Linked DNA regions of Mus musculus: region 2 is linked to region 1. The links are chromatin contacts, called in public Micro-C maps. All regions are on one chromosome and are shown on one strand. The core of a region is the stretch at or near the end of the contact, and the rest is flanking DNA. Distances in the headings are between cores, read along the strand shown. Region 1 has its middle 140 kb from the start of Gm40303. Region 2 has its middle 37 kb from the start of Gm40304.

Region 1 (2,527 bases), core at 21-2,520:
GAGGATCCCCCTGAGCATCACTAACCAGCCAGCTTAGCCTAGCCAGCAAGCTCCAACCCAACAAGTGACAAGCTAGGTGGATGACATCTAAGGACCAGTAGTCAGAGTTAACAGGTAAGGGAGGGACGATGCAGAGAGGGTGGTGGTGGTTGGCGTAAGGTTAAAAGAGAAGGAATTTTCAAAGCTTTATCAATATTTAGTAGATTTGACACTGAATTAGGACCTTTGATGTAGAAAGGGGTTTTAAAACAGTAGTAGTTTCTCTATTTGGGAGTGGTGGTATAAAGAAGACGCTGTCACTTCAGTGCTCATTTTAACCAGTATCTGGCCCAGAGGTTGGGGACCATCATGATATGAAGGCGAATCCATGACACTTGGATGATTCTGGCTGATGCCCACCTGTCATTTATCTCAAACACCCAGAGAGAGGGGCGTTTCCAAGGAACTGTATCTAGAACCCTGTCTCTGGTTGGTTACTTCAGCTGTAATATCCCCTACAGATCCAGATCCAATGCTATTTTCCAATATGTCTTCAAACCCTGTTTTCGGGGCACTCTCTCTCTACCAGCCTCCTCAGGGGCACACTAGTTTCCACCTCAGAAACTTTGTCCCTGTTTAGACATTCCCAGGACATCTCTCTTCTACCTGTTGCCCCAACCCAAACTTCCAAGTTCCTACTGACTCTCAGATGAGCCAAGCTGCCCTTGACTTTTCCAATACCCAATGATTTCACAAGTATTTTTTTGGGGGGGGGATCATGATCAGTATTGCATTTGGGGTGTGTGTGTGTGTGTGTGTGGTGTTCATTTATGTATTTTACATGAGTTTTACATATCAAACTTGGGTTCTCAGGTTTGCAAGGCAATTGCTTTGAGGCCTGAACATCTCAGTCCTGTCCTTGATCTTTGATGATCTCTTAGAGTTGTTTCGATTGTTCCTGAAGGAAAAGGTTGTATGTGTCTTAAGCTTGTTCTGTATGTCTAAACTGCCTCTCCCATGCTGGCCATGCTTAATATCATCCTGCAGTGGTACATGTTCTGGAAGTCTTCACTGGGCCTGCAGTTGATGTGTCTGTGTTTGCACAGCTTCCCTTTATCTCTGCAGGCTCTGACCAGAGTTTGCCCCCGGCCTTACCCAATTACAGGAAAAATAGTGTTCAAAGTAGGAAGCTAGTTCTACGAATCCACATTTCCTCTGTTAGGCAATGAGCTAGCTGCATGGGGCGCAGCATCTGCTGACACATAGCACACTCATTCGGTTTGATTTCATTTATGTCAGAAAAAGACTATTTCCATTCAAGTCACACGCGGTGAAGGGTAGTGTGGTAAAGCGAGTCATTTTACTCCCTTTAACAGCAGCTTCCTCTTCTAGAATTTTCCAGCTCCAAGGCTTGGCAGGTTCTATGGTTTTGTGGCTACTCGAGGCTTCGAGCAATGCATCTAGCAGATACATTTGTAGACAAAGGGAAAGACTCTGGGTTTCCCCTTGCCTCTCTGTTCTGGGTCTGATGTTAGCAGATGGAAATAGAGATGTTTGTTATCAGTGGCCTAGGCTTTCTCTCTAACCCGGATGGATGTAGCTAAAGATAGTTATGGTCATGCACCCGGGCGTTTCCTCTGTTAACTCTAGGACCCTGTCTGTTATCCTCTAGCTAAGACTCTGTGTTCACCTCGAGGATGGTAACATTAACTGGTCTGCTCAGGGACATCTAGATGACTTCTTTTTGAGAAAAAATCTTTTGTTAGTCTTCTTCCCACTGTGTGAATCTAATACTGAAGCTTTCTGCTTCTAGATTTTTCGATGGGGCCTGTGAGAAACTCAAGGCTTGCATCACTGACTCATAGGGAAACAAATGGAGGCTTATTAGATGCCCTTTCTCTCTCTTATGTGGTGTGAGCAACAGCAAGAGTGTCTACCACTGTCAGCTGTCATTTCATGAGTTTCTATTTCTGTGATTTATGTCTCTGCTGTGTCATTTCAGGTGTCGCACCTTGGGGATGTTATGGCTAAGATAGGAGGTGATTTTCACTCATCAAAAATCGGCCCTTGTGTTTGACAGGGAAAGAAGGAAACCATTCTGTTATTAGTCTTTTAAGTGAATATTAACATCCCCATAAATCGATGATCACTGAAGAGCTCTAAAGTCTTTAGAGATTTAAAGATCTCTAGAAGAGAGATCTAAAGTTAAGTTTAATTTAGAAATGTCTATTACCTAATAGCTGCTTGGGTTAATAGGTTTCTAAGGCAGCTAATTTATTTGGGGCATGTTTTCAAAGGGAGTTGATTGGATGCATGTTTGTACTTCTAAAGGATTTACCAAAGAAGGTATTATTCAGTGGAAAGGGACAGGGGGATTACTGCTCCTCGTTATGTGAAGTTAGTGTGATCTATGTGCCTTGACTTCTGTGTACGTTCAAAGACACAGCTCTTCTTTGATATCTACAAGTAATGATGTTATGGGGTGCAAGGAAGCAAAAGAGGGAAACCTGAGTTTCAGAATAGAGTAAGCTGTTTGGATGAACACTGA
Region 2 (2,527 bases), core at 15-2,514, 110 kb before region 1:
TGGCAGAAACACTTCAAACCTCAGGGTATCATGGATACCAAGATAGTCCCTTCCTGGGGCATATTTTTTGGCCTCATCTATGTTCCCAAGTATTCTGGGGCTAAAGAAACACACAAGTGTCACCATCCCTTGTACTTTAGGCCACCTATGGATTGCCCTTGCCAGACCAATGTGTTTTAGACCAAACTGTTTGTGGTACTATGGGATGAGATGCAACCTTGGGAGGCAGGGTGTAGAGGGAGGAAGTTGGGTCATCGGAGGCAGGTCTCAGAGGGGATAATAGGACCCCAACTTCTTCCTCCCTCTCATTTTGCTTCCAGATGCACTGTGCTGCCACACATCCAGTCACAACAGGATGAAGCAGACATGGAGTAATCCCTCTGATACCAAGAACCAGCAAGCTTTCCCTCTTCTGAAGCTGTCTATTTTATTTTATCATAGTTATAGATGGATGACTAGCAATTCTTGCTTCCCAGTGCCATAAGGACCATCTCCTCGTGACATAACAAAGAATGTAGAATTCCTTCCCCCTCTGTTTGACCCCCAACTTGAAGTTCCATCCTTATTTTCCCTTATTTTAATTTTTTTTTCCTAAATTTACTTTATCTAACACTATTATCTCTGAAAATTTCTCCAAGTCCTTTTTGGGATGAGGTTAGCTCTCCGTGACTTCTGTATCTTTCCAGTTGAGAGTTAGAAATGGAGAGCCCAGAGCGGGGGAGGCAGGGACACCTACCCTGCAGCTGTTTCTGAGCTCTCCAAGAGCTCACTCTGAGTACATTGGCTGGTGAGCAGAAGCCACCAGACTGTGCTGCTAGGTCTATGGCTCCTTAGGGTGTCATCTCTTGGCATCTCTGTGGCCAATTTGTCCCACCCCCATATAGAAACCCTTCTAGGGCCTTTGCCTAGCAAAAGCTGATTTTCCTTCTGCTATGAGGGTTGTTAAATGGCTACTGTGTAAAAGACTGAGGGCATGACAGAGAAGACATGGGACTGCTTGCACAGTGATGAGACGTTCAGCCCATAGGGAACTGCACATCTAAAAACTGTGACAATAGCACCGAGAACAGCAGAGTCCACCAAGCCTGGTGCTGTGACCTTGCTTGGACTTGGAATGTGTCCTTTGGGTTCTTAGTACTACAGGGTGCTTCTCAGGGAGTTTCCAAAAGCTCGGCCACAGGGCCGGGATCAACTTTCACTTCCGTCGCTAGAATCATCTGCTCGATTCTCTCTAGGTTACATCATCCAGAATCCGTCTGTGGTTATTTCCCCATGAGCGGTAGGGAGCTCTGTCTGCACGTAGCTGGGTGGGGACTGGCATCCTGATTACCATGGAGTCTCCTAACCCAAATAAATCCTCACTTAAACAGAACGGAGCCCCAGCTCCAGAGCTAGGGACAACCCCACCCTGAAGGTCAGGAGGTGAGATTTGCTCATGTCTCCCCAGTTCCCCATACAAAGCTCAGGGTGGGTGATCAACAGCACTTCCATCAGCATGAGCCTGCAGCCTTTCAATGAAGCAGAGAGGGCCTGCCCTGTTCTGTTTTGCTTGCCTTTCCCAGTGCCTTTGAGCACAGATCTCCTACGCAGGAGAATTTATAGAATAGATCACCAAGCCCAACACCACTAACGCTCTGTAGAAGCCACACATATCCAAAGACCTGAGCTTAGTTCTCTGAGGGAACAGTGAGGGCAGATCAGGTCAACCCATAATACTATAAGGTCAGTTCCAACCCAGGGCAAACCTTGAGCGGAGTTTGGCCACGGAGCAGACAGACCCTTAGAGGGGAGGTGGAAATTCAGAAGTTATATGTCATAGTGGAAGGAATTGGATGAAAATACCAAATACTTGGGATGCATTTTTGCTGTTTTTTTTTTTTTTTTTCCAGCCAGGCAAATTTTCCATCCACTTTAAGTTTTACATTGAATGCAAATAGCATCACCAAGATGAAGGGCTCTCTGCTGTGGCTTAGAAGCCCATTCCCCAGTTATTCGTAGAAGACTGATGTTCTGCCCTGAACTCCGGCCGGGGTCAGGGTGAGTTACATCCAAGTTGCTGGGTCCTAAGATTCCTGAAGACCCTAATTGGGCTTCTGTCCTCCTAGCAATGGACTGTTGGCTAAAATAGCTCAGACCATAAAAAAAACAGACTGAGAATACTTGAAATAACCGCACAGCCACATATTCCATGCAGAGGCTAGTAAAACTTCCAAATTACACCAGCGCTGTTCTTCAAGGCCACGAGACCATAGAGCTGAATGGAAAAGGAAGGGATATTTTCAGAGCGAATTCAGTACCAATCAGTGTAAGTTTCCTTTATCCTCCTCAACAAAACCTCCTTGGAGCCTTTTGGAATAATTTATAAAGGTTGACTTCTTTTTTAAAATGACTTTTTTCAGGCCACAATAAAGCCCGGACTTTCCGTATTGCCTTTCTCAATATGACTAATTAAATATGTGGCTGGGAGAGAGGAGATCCCATAAAGCTTGGTGGTTCTGACCCACCCATTCTACTCTAAAATAACTCT

Evidence for each region. Hi-C and Micro-C count contacts between places; a contact is called where the count stands out from the background.
Region 2: a Micro-C map of macrophages shows a contact between it and region 1, with 23 times the contacts expected there. The contact joins two enhancer-like sites. A contact is called at or near these places in 2 of 15 datasets of contacts at CTCF or cohesin (CD8 T cells and the NIH/3T3 cell line), 5 of 484 Hi-C or Micro-C datasets (bone marrow-derived macrophages, macrophages, nephron progenitors and 1 more), 5 of 115 datasets of contacts at active chromatin or transcription factors (CD8 T cells, Th17 cells, bone marrow-derived dendritic cells and 2 more) and 1 of 9 other capture datasets (embryonic stem cells).

Annotation. Positions count from the first base shown.
Region 1 is chr5:53,401,629-53,404,155 of GRCm38.p6, reverse strand. No RefSeq gene overlaps it. Among named protein-coding and RNA genes, the nearest start is that of Gm40303, 140 kb to the right of the region's middle. Within about 2 kb of position 1,270, at least 109 of the 459 cell types and tissues checked have an H3K27ac peak or open chromatin away from gene starts, as enhancers often do. A contact at or near this core is called in the NIH/3T3 cell line, bone marrow-derived macrophages, macrophages and 2 more, where this site is marked.
Region 2 is chr5:53,508,383-53,510,909 of GRCm38.p6, reverse strand. No RefSeq gene overlaps it. Among named protein-coding and RNA genes, the nearest start is that of Gm40304, 37 kb to the left of the region's middle. Within about 2 kb of position 1,264, at least 122 of the 459 cell types and tissues checked have an H3K27ac peak or open chromatin away from gene starts, as enhancers often do. A contact at or near this core is called in the NIH/3T3 cell line, bone marrow-derived macrophages, macrophages and 2 more, where this site is marked.